2 separate regions of the Mus musculus genome follow, and region 1 is linked to region 2. A link is a contact called in public HiChIP or PLAC-seq data. All regions are on one chromosome and are shown on one strand. Each heading gives the region's core, a stretch centred on a gene start, on an enhancer-like site or on the middle of the called end of the contact. The rest is flanking DNA. Distances are from core to core; before and after follow the strand shown.

Region 1 (5,223 bases), core at 71-2,570, 200 kb before region 2:
AGCAAGTTAGCATGTACTAAGCTCTGGAGGTGCTAGACTTCTGTCTACATAAGGATCTGGAAAAAACACAAAGAGATCAAGGCAGAGGATGAAAAATGATCTATACAACCAAAGTCGTGTAGCAGCGGCAGAATCAAGACTTTATTCTAGCCTGGCAGTGGTAGCGCACACCTTTAATCCCAGCACTTGGGAGGCAGAGGCAGACAGATTTCTGAGTTCTAGGCCAGCCAGGTCTACAGAGTGAGTTCCAGGACAGCCAGGGCTACACAGAGACAGCCTGTCTCGAAAAACCAAAAGCAAAAAAAAAAAAGACTTTATTCTGCTTCTATCTAACTTCCAAGCCAGAGGACAGAGGGCCCTGTCTTTCCCTAAGAGGAATACGGAGAGCTGCAGAGGTGACTGACTCTGCAGTCAAGTGCTCGCCATTCAACCCCAGAACCCACCTTAGAAAAAGAAAGAAAAAGAAAGAAACCAGGCCTGGTAACCCCAGTGCTGAGGAGGCAGTAACTAGAGGAGCCCTGGGCTTGCTGGCCACTTGGCCTAGCCTAACTGGTGAGTCCCAGGCTAGTGAATGACCCTGTCTCAGAAACACAAAGTGAAGGGCTGGAGAGACAGCTCAACAGTTAAGAACACTGACTGTCCTTCCAGAGGACCTGGGTTTGAGTGCCACCACCTCCCACACACATGGCAGCTCACAACTAAATGTAGCTCCGGGATCAGAAGATCCAAAGCTACATACACATATGTACGTACCTTCAGAAACAAATACATAAAACAAAACGCTTTTTTAAAAAGTGGGCAGTTCCTGAAGAGGGACACTCAAGGTTTACCCCTGACCACCACACACACATTTTTGCACACACACACACGTGGACACACATACAAGGAGGAATACGGCTTACAAATCCTCTATCAGATAGGTATAAAGGATAGAGGAAGAGTGTTCTAGGTATGGAAACAGAGTAAGCAAAGTACAGGTGTGTGACAATGGTTATGATAAAAGATATGTGTAGGGAGGGATGCCTTTGGCAGGCCCATACTAAAATGTACCCCTAAGAAAGGCACAACTGGGAGAGGAAGAGGAGAGGGGGAGAGACCTGGGGTGACTGGGGGCCCTTTTATCCACAGCACACACCTGGCACTCCTGGCAGTGGCAGGCGATGACTTAAGTAACTAGGTCCCTGAGAACAGGCCAGTGGAATGGCCTGTATACTAACAACAATAAGATGTTGGCAAAGCAAATACGCCAAGCCCCACAGGGTTAGCGCCCCGTTCCAAGTCATTCCGTCACTGCTTTGCTTCAGCGCCTCCCTGAGTTCCACATAACCACTCTGAGGAAGAAGGAGTTCCTGGAGCTGGTCCCTCTAGGCTCCTGAACACACATTGGGGCTCCGTGAGGTTAACCAGTCACCCTCTGCCTCCATGAGATCAGAATGGGGCCTAGAAAGGCGTAGAGTCAGTCTGACTGAAGGTGCCCTAGGACCCTGGTGGGCCTTGTGCTGCAGAGCTCCTGAGACAGAGAGGCAGTCTGGCTTTTGATCTTAGGAGCTCTATATGTGGGTGCTACTTTGGTTCAGGGGTCAGAGAGGTCTCCATAGTCAAAAAGACTTCCTGCTGTGTGACTTGGGGGGGGCAGGGGGGGAAGACAGCTGCTTCCCACTCCAGGTTTACTGGTCTGGTGGATCTCTTCCTGCTCAGCTGTCAAGCTTTGGGGCACATTGGGTGGGTCTAATCCCGGAGGGCCCCCCCCTCCCCGGCGCAGTGGGGATTTGGGGCTGGGACTGAGACAGTCCAGGTGCCAAAAGGAACAAGGAAGTAAGGAGGTGTCTCAAGTTAAGTTTCCACCTAGGTTGCTCTGAGAAGTGGGTGGGAAGTGAACCGTGATGGGTTTATGGCAGGCTGGGACGCTGGCTGAGGGGTGATGAGCTTGTCCAGGCTCCTGTCTGCTGGGAGGAGCGTAGATGCTCTGTTCTCCTGGCTATACGGAAGACATGGGATGAGCTGCCAGAGGTGGGGAGGGCTACCCTGTGGAAGGGTCCCACGGGGGATTGTGCTTCACACAACCAGGAGGGGCCAAAGAAACAGGATTAGGACAATGGCTGAAGGGACATCCGTATGGAAAAAATGGAGCACAGCGGTCTTATGTGGGAGCACACGGGTCTTCAGCGTGGGAGCCTCCCCCAAGGACCGCCTCTGCTCTACTCTTTCCCCACCCACACTCCCTACCCAGCCCTTTCGGGCAAGGACCTGCCTCTCCTCCAGACTATGTAGCACCTATCAGATGGCTTCATCCCACCACCAGCTGCTCACCCACCAGGTCCTGCCACCCTCCTGTCTGGTGCCTGCTCCACCTGCCTGTGTGACTGCTGGTCTCTGTGATCAGCGCCACCACCACCTCCACCCCCACCCCCACCCCCTTCTGGGCCATGCCGCTCTCTGGTCTCTCCTTCCTCCTGTGCCTCTGGCTTTTCGCCGTTGCTAACATGGCTGCCCTATGATGACCTCTTTAACCCAGAGCAATGTTTAAGTGAATATTAATGAAGATTTCATGCTGCATAAACTCTATAGAGTCCAAAAGGGCTCTGTGGGAGATAAGGACTTCCAGGTGGGGTCTGCACCCTGCCCAGGAGCAGGTCTTATCTCTCTGGGCCAATAATTTCTGCTTGTGAGGTCCACTCTGGGCCAGCGTGTTAACCCACAGTATAACACAGAATTCCTAAACAGCCAAAGGCTTGTTGCTTCTTCTCTCTGTGGGGCTCTCTGAATCTCTGCTGGAGCTGCCCCTCCTGGGAGGATTAGCGCCCCTGAGAGTGGTAAGGACTCCCTCTTTACAACGTCTGGCTATCTACAGATAAGTTAGGTAGTTTAACAAGCCTAGAGGACAGAGTAAGGTACGCTTCGCAGAGCAGAGGACTCTTAACGTGAGCTACTTTCCCTAAAGAACCTCACACTCAGGTGAGCTGGCAGAGGGAGAGCTATTGCTTGCCTCTGCCTGGGAGTCCACAACACGTGTTTTCATTTCCAACGAGGGAGGAAACGGAAGGCTAGAGAAACACTGCAGAAGTGCTGACCTCCTCAGCTCTACGCAAGAGGAAGGCTGGGTGGCCAGCACTGGTCCCAGATCTCTGAGGAGTGCAGACTGGGGTCCCGGTGTCCACTGCTTCCTCCCGCTGGCCCATCCTGTCGGTTCCAATTCCCTCCTTCCGTGGCCACCACCAAAGGCAAGCTCTTCAAGCTTACTATCAGCATCATCTAAACTGGGACAGGGCTGCCGCACCCTGCTGTCAGCCACAAGCCTTCCTGTGCTTCAGGCAGCCTCTGCTCCAGCACCAGAGCAGGGAGGGACGCTCTTGAAACAGGCTGAAGGGATTACAGAAATAAACCCAACTATAGAGCCCTGAGCTGCTCAGGAAAGAGGGATTTAGATGTGCAGGTGTGAGCCGCAGCCAAGTTTTGGGTTGAGGTGTGCGGAGAGCCAACCTTGTCCAGCTATGCCGCAAGTAGAACATAAAATATCGAGGCAATCGGGAAAGGGGGGGGTGGGGCTTGCAAGGGATGATGAGGCCGATCTAACAGGTAAAAACAAACCAACTGTTATATATGTCAATTTCACATTAAGCCACAAAGTGTACTGTTTCCTGTACCTGTCCTTACAGTCTCAAGCAGGTGTACACTGGGGTTGTTCAGTGAGGTTCAGATCAGCACAACCCATCCTTATTATTTTCAGTCTCAGCAACAGGAAGGGGAACCTCGTCTGGCTGTAAGTACGAATGGGTAGAAGGAGCCAGAAGCAGGTGGCAATGCTACTCTGTGGCAAGCAGCTGTTTGCTGGGCAGCGTGGCTGTGCCCAGGAGCCTGTTGTCGATGTCCCATCAAGGCTGAGTGTCCTGTGGAGGGGGGCGTGGAGACGGACGTCCAGAAGACAAAGGACAGGTCTCATATTTAGCTTGACACAGGGGCTTCAGACCGAGCAGAGGGACCTGTGTAGCCTGGAACCTAAGAAGCTCTGTGGCAGGATGCTGGCCCTGAGATGGCACAAGAGCATTGTCCTGACCGCCAGAGCACCAGCATCTGTTGTGTTGCGATGGGACCTAATCAGCCTTTTCTCTAGACCTCCAGGAAATGATGGCTCCAAGTGATGTTTGCTGCCTGTCTGTGTCTGTCCCCCACGCATGCTCGGGCCTGCCCACCATCTTCTGCTCATAGGTAGCTTTTCCTCGGAAGCACCTTGTTGTTCCCTCTGTAGCTAGCATAGGGAACATCTTTATGTCACCAGTGGTGCATGCCTTTAATCCCAGCACTTGGGAGGCAGAAACAGGTGGATCTCTGTGAGTCTGAGGCCAGCCTGGTTTACAGAGCTAGTTTCAGAATAGCCAGGGCTACAGAGAGAAACTATGTCTCAAAGAAAAGAAAAAAAGTCATTATTCAGGGCCCTCGTTACTGAAATGGTAAAGCTGAGATCCAGAGGAATGATGGCTCCACACAGTCACATCTAGAACTCTCTATGGGGAGCACAATGCACCCTACACTCGGGTTTTACTGTCTCTGTGTCCCGCTTCCCATACATAAAACACAGCACAGGATAGTTGTGAAGATTAACTGGAAGGTTGAAGGCTGCAGTATCTTCTGCAGCTGGGTGTTCTGTAAGATTGGTAGGGATTATTATTTATTAGTGTGTGTGTGTGTGTGTGTGTGTGTGTGTGTGTGTGTGTGTGTGTGTGTGTCTATGTGTGTGAGTCTGTGTGTATGTGCGCCATATGCATGCAATGCCCACAGAAGCCAGCAGAGGGCATCAGATTCCCCTGGAGCGGGAGCTGTAGGTAGTTATGAGCTGCAATAGCCTGGCCAAACCTTGTTTGATCTCAGAAGCTAAGCAGGGTCAAGCCTGATAATATTTTAATGAGAGAATAAGTTTAAGTTCACCATCCCGCCCCCCACCAAGAAGAAAAGAAGAAAAGAAAAAGAAAGAAAGAAAAGGAAAAAATCCATGTGCTATACCTGTTTAACTCTCCTTTCTTCGCATCTTTCCTGCAATCATGATACCTTTTTTGCCACCATGAGAAATTTGCCTTCTGAAGATGTAAGTTTTATAAAATATTAGTCTTTACCAGATTTAAAAAACAAACAAACAAACAACCTTGTCTCAGCCTGATGGCAAACATTGGCACTGAGGGTGTGGGCGGGGTTGGGGGCAGAGGAGGAGACTGGAGAATCAAGTCACCT
Region 2 (5,445 bases), core at 2,633-5,132:
AAACAAAACCTGGGCAGGGGCTGAGACTCAGTGGTAGTGAGCGCCTAGGATGCACACGGCCAAGAGTTTGATCTTCAGCACGGCAGACGAAAACAAAAACAGACTAAAGTAGAAAAAGCAAGTTCCAATCAGGTCTCAGGCCCCATCGGTACATCGGCTATGTGAGTGAACTTGGAAGGGTGTGGACCTTCCAACCAAGCTCCAGGCAGGAGTAGGTCCCAGAGACCCCAGTGAGCAGAAACAGGGTGGGGTGAAGATCAAACAAACTGCTGCTTTAAAGCCACCTGAATGTTTTAGGAATGTCTGGATTTGGGCTTCTCTTTCCTGTAGCAGGATATTTAAAGAAAACAGACCTGAAAGGCTTCGGTTCCAAAGCAAAGAGGCCTCTGTGTGCTTCCTCCTGGCCTCTGCTTTGGAAAAGGTTTCTTTCCTCTTTGCTCTGCATTGTGCCCAGGGCAGCAGAACCCGTTCTCCGAGCCAGGCCAACAGCCCAAGTCTCTGGATAGTCAGAGTGAACTGGGCACAGACCCACCTCACAGCCTGACAGACACTTTCACCCCAGAGGCCTCACAGCAGGGGCTTGGGAGGCTCCAGACTGTACTGCCAGATGGCAGCCAAAGGGCCCAGCCCTGGTCCCCAAGGGGCTCACTCCTGTCCCCTAAGACCAGGCCTAGCTCCTTCCCCTGGAAGATAACTTGGAGAAAGGGAAGGGAGCTAAAAAGGTCACCACAGAAAGGTGATCTAAGCTTAGTGCCTGGGAGTTAATGAGGTGGCCTACAGCCTTGGCTGCTTCCAAGTCATCTCAATCCAGAGTACGAAAGGGCAAAGGGAGGAGGAGGGGAGAGAGAGAGAGACAGAGAGAGAGACAGAGAGAGAGACAGAGAGAGAGACAGAGACAGAAGAAAACATAAGAGAATAGGAACCTGGCCTAGTGGCCCAGATCTTTAATCCTACCTACTTGAGAGGCTGAGACAGGAGGATTGTAAATTCAAGATCTGTCTGGGCTAAAGAGCAAGTTTCAAGGCTAGAACCTGTCTATAATGTCAATACAAATGGTGAAAAGGACAGTACCTTTGTATATCCCGTGTGAAACTGTGAGCTCATTGAGGTGGGGTGGAAGGATCCTTCACAGGGCGAGGACACTAGACTAAGTAGACTAAGATTGTACCACTGTCACCTTGGCAACCATCCCACCTTCATTCCTGTCAGACAGTCTACACCTTGTAGAGACTCATCCAACACTGAATTCAAGACCAGACATTGGCTCCACTTGCCTGTTAGCAGGCAAGGAAGGGTGACTTTGAGAGGCTGGGATATGTTCAGGACACGCTGTAGGAAGCAGAGAACCTGCTCCACCCAGCATCTTCAGAGGCCCGCTCCACTCCTGCACAGCATCTCCGGAGACCCGCCCTTGCTGTTTGCATAGCATCTTGCTGCACTGGCCAGGAAGGGGCCAGCAGGAAGGCATCTCTCCATTTTTGCCCAAGGCTTGTGAAGAAAGATCTAGAAACTAATGGTTTGCGGATGTTCCCAGTGCAGTTTTCTCTGCCCAGAGTCAGTGCCCTTCTTTGAGCTCCTGATCTCCATTGCTGCTAGGGATGGCTGAGTTCTAGCATGACTCGAGTTCAGGCAAGGGATCCTAATGGGCCACTGAGGCATCGAGGTCAGGCCAGAATCGTGTTCACTGAGCCAGAGTCCTAGGTGTGAGAGACCTGGAGGCATAAGCCTGAGTCCATCTGCCTGCAGGCTCTAGCAGGAGGGTCACAGGTTCACTGCCCAGCTGGGCTTTGGAAAGAGTTCAAGTCCAGCCTGAGTAACTCTGATGAGACCTGGTCTCAAATTTTTAAATGGTACCTTAGTGATGGGTGCTTGCCCTGAATACATGGAAATCTTGGTTTGAGCTCCAACAGTTAAACATTTAAGGAGGAATCCCAGGCCAGGCCAGGAGGAGTCCTGCAGGTCTGGGGACTGTCAGAGCCACATCCACAAAGGTACTAGCAGTGCCTCATGTGCTGGCTTGAGGATTAAATGAGCTAATGCAAGCAAAGTCTTTAACCCAGTGCCTGGCACACAGAACAGCACCGTGAGTATAGCTCCTGAGGTCAGCATTGGGATCCTGCTGGCTGAGGTCAAGCAGCTAAGTCCTTAGGCCCTTCCTGGTTTACAGGCCAAGACCTGGTCCAGCTTTCTTAGCACAGGGCATGGAAAAGGGCACAAGGCAGACGACACCTGGAGACTGCCAAGGCTAGCCTTTCCTGAGCTGTACCGACTCCAAGGGAAACCCTCCCTGAAGCCCTCATCCTCTGTTTCCTTCTCCCTGAGGAACAAGGGAGGTGGTTAGATGGCCCATAGGGTCCCCACCCTCACCAATTTGGAATCTCTCATTCCCATAGCAAAATAAAACTGCCCCAGTCAGAAAGCAGTTAGCAACGGCTGGCCTGCAGAAGCCCCCCCCTCCCCCCAGGCAGAAAGAAGCAGACAAAGGCTCCCTGTACAGAGTCTGCCTTCAGCCCTCCTGTGCTGCACCAGATCCTACAGCTTCCACGAATCACAATTATACCTTCTTACTTGAAAGTCCTTCATTGACTTTGAGTTCCTGGAAGTTTTCATCCAGGAAAAGCAGGGGCGGGGCGGGGCGGGGCGGGGTGGGGGTGAGGGTGGGAGTAGTCAAAGGGATGGAGAACTGAAGAGCAGCTTGTGGAAGAATGGGACAGGAAAGAGGACGGAAGGAAGAGGAAAGAAAAGGAAGGGAGAGGGAGTAGAGAGGAGAGCGGAGAGGTGAGAGGAGGTGAGGCTGAAGATGGAGGCCGGGGCACAGAGAAACAGGAGCCAGGAATAACAAGTGGTGTTTGACTTCCTTCAGCCTGAGGTGTCATGAACACAAGCTGAAGCTGATTGCTTAACTGAAGTGCACAGCCATGGCCCCAAGGCCACGATACTGCTCGGCAGGGGAGTCCCAGCTTTTACAACCGAGTCTACACACACTCCTTTGGCTGGGAGACACCCCACCGGTTGATTTTCTGTAAAACAAACTTCCCCTTGAAACAGCACCTTTCCCCCATCACTGCTCGGCCCCAAAGGATCCGACTCTAAACGGGGCAGCAGCGGACTCTGCCATTACAGTGACTAGCATTATGAAGTCCTAAGCAGGCCACACAATGCAGCCCGGCCTCATGCAGCCCTTGGGTCACCCTCAGTGATGCCTACCATTGACTAAGCAGCCTCTGGCCAGTGCTGGAGTCTGACTCTGCCTGGTCAATGCCTGTGACAGTGCTGTGACTTGTGACCGCTCACCTTGCTTCCTAGAGAAGCCCGTAGTCTTCACGCTAAAGACCGTGTCATGGGAAAGGGCCTGGAGGGGGTTGGCTTTCCCACTTAGCATGGCCAGGGGAAGTCACTGCTTTGTTGAATGTTGTTTTCCTCCTCGTCTCTAAACCAAGAATAGCAACTTAGCAGGGTTGGTGTGAAGATGAAAGGAAATATTATAAATAACTTCGCATAGGCTGGACCCAATGGGGGTTAGTAAAGGTTTGTCACCAGGAATAGGGCTTCATCCCCAGGCTGCATCTGTTTGCTAAGAACTAAAGACACACAATCCCCAGATAAGGTCTCTTAGGGGCCTGACACTAGACCCAGGTGCCCATGAGGTGACTAGCAAGGACCCATACCCATGCATCTGAGGTGTGAGGAACCTGTGCCCTATGAAGTGTGAGGAGCCTGGCCCTGACGGGCTCTGTAGTAGTCTCCTCTGCCCCATCATTCTTGCCCTGCCCCACCCTCAGCCACTGCAGGGCCCCCCTTGGGTGGAGTGGTTAAGGCAGAGCAGGGCGGGTGAGCCAGAGGCAGTAGGGACCATTATCGGGAGGCCCAGGATGCAGAGGGCTTCTGCAGCCTCCTTATCAGCTCCCTGACTGCTGAGGCATTGGCTTATCTGAGCCTAGGGTAAGAGAGCTGAGCTCTGCAGCTACTGCGCTGGCTCCCCTGCTGGGGCAGCTGAGAGTAGAAACCAGAAAGCCACCAGGCTGCCTGCCATTTCTGCCAGGAGGTTATCTTAGCCAGCCACTTCCCCCAGTAGCCCCCAAACCCTGTCTGAAACTGATGGTGGTAGCTTGTCTTTGACCCTCACCCTCAAAGTCAAAGCCTGTGACTCTTTGTGAGGTAAATGACTCTGTGGGGACTGCTGGGCTGAGCCAAGTGACTTCTGTCAAACATACTAGTTGGCAGCAGGTCTGGTTAGTCAGTCACTCAAGACTTGTCCTGCCCTGTAAGTCCCTACCTCCCAGAAGGCTGTGTGGATGACTCGAGATAATTTTGGCTCTAGGACCTAGCTGGCTGGGATCCCACAGAGGGGCTCCGGCTCCAAGTTGGCACATGGTCCTTCTTGGCTTTGACCCTTCCTCTGAGGGAGGCAGGGCATGCTGGGCATGCGGACAGCAGGCCCCCTCCTGGGGCTCTGATAACAGCTCTCACCTTATCTGTCAGCCAAAGACTGGGCGGGGTAAGTCTGAGAAGCAAAGGTAGGTTCTGCAAAAAGGGGCAGAGGAGAAAGTGGGAGCAGAGCAACTGAAGCCCTGCCAGCCTCGCCTGAGATCTAGGGAAGGACAAAGGGCCCTCGGAGAAGGGGTGGGCTAGGCCCCTCCTAGAGCTGTAGAAATTCTCAATTGGGAAGAACAAAGAAACCTAGAATCTTTACCCCAGAGCAGGAGCGATTGCCTTTGAAGAACTCAGAGCCTCTTGAGAATCAGAAGAAAATTACAACCTTGTCCTGCTGGGTAACTGAGGCCTTAAGGAGTCAGGGAAGATAACAACATGCTTGAGCCTCTGAAGGCCCCTTGCCTGAGGCTGGGTGAGTTCCCTGCAAACCTGGAGCCTAGGAGCCAATAAGTACAATCCCAGGCCACGTGGGGCTGAAGACAGCCAGCCTCCCTAAAGCCTCCAAGTGGGCCAGGTACCCCTTCAGAGCCAGGAAGTTGCAGGATTTAATCCAAGTCTTGGCCCAGGCTCCTGGACCCCTCTATTTCTCTGACCCAGGCCCAGGCTACCTGGGGAGCTCTCCTTTGGGGGAAGAGGAAGTCCCCTGACTGCCCTTTTCCTGAAGCTGGGATGTTCCCTTCTGCACACACCTGGAGAGTCACACCCAGAGGTAGACACACTTAGTGGTTCAAAAATACCAATCCTGTCCTCGCTGCCATGTAACACAGAGCTATTTTAGCCCCACAGTTAAATGTGCTCCCATAATAACCCAGAATGTGCTCCCCAGAATCTTCTAGAAGGGCCAAGCTGGGTTGAGACTTTTTGTATTTTTTTTAAGACAGGGTCGATATAGTCCTGGCTGTCCTGGAACTCACTTTGTAGATCAGGCTGGACTCAAACTCCCTGCCTCTGCCTCCTGAGTGCTGGGATTAAAGTCATGTGACACCACACCTGGCCTGGGCTAACTTTTCG

Evidence for each region. HiChIP or PLAC-seq counts read pairs in DNA pulled down with a chosen protein or histone mark.
Region 1: an H3K27ac HiChIP or PLAC-seq map of T-cell acute lymphoblastic leukemia shows a contact between it and region 2, with 2.9 times the contacts expected there. The contact joins two enhancer-like sites. A contact is called at or near these places in 7 of 39 promoter capture datasets (the C10 cell line, the HPC-7 cell line, HPC-7-derived erythroid cells and 5 more), 1 of 15 datasets of contacts at CTCF or cohesin (embryonic stem cells), 1 of 484 Hi-C or Micro-C datasets (arterial endothelial cells), 5 of 115 datasets of contacts at active chromatin or transcription factors (T-cell acute lymphoblastic leukemia, embryonic stem cells and neural tube) and 1 of 9 other capture datasets (adipose tissue).

What each region holds. Positions count from the first base shown.
Region 1 is chr16:32,705,373-32,710,595 of GRCm38.p6, reverse strand. No RefSeq gene overlaps it. Among named protein-coding and RNA genes, the nearest start is that of Gm34766, 9.3 kb to the right of the region's middle. Within about 2 kb of position 1,320, at least 26 of the 459 cell types and tissues checked have an H3K27ac peak or open chromatin away from gene starts, as enhancers often do. A contact at or near this core is called in T-cell acute lymphoblastic leukemia, where this site is marked.
Region 2 is chr16:32,508,223-32,513,667 of GRCm38.p6, reverse strand. No RefSeq gene overlaps it. Among named protein-coding and RNA genes, the nearest start is that of Zdhhc19, 15 kb to the right of the region's middle. Within about 2 kb of position 3,882, at least 87 of the 459 cell types and tissues checked have an H3K27ac peak or open chromatin away from gene starts, as enhancers often do. A contact at or near this core is called in T-cell acute lymphoblastic leukemia, where this site is marked.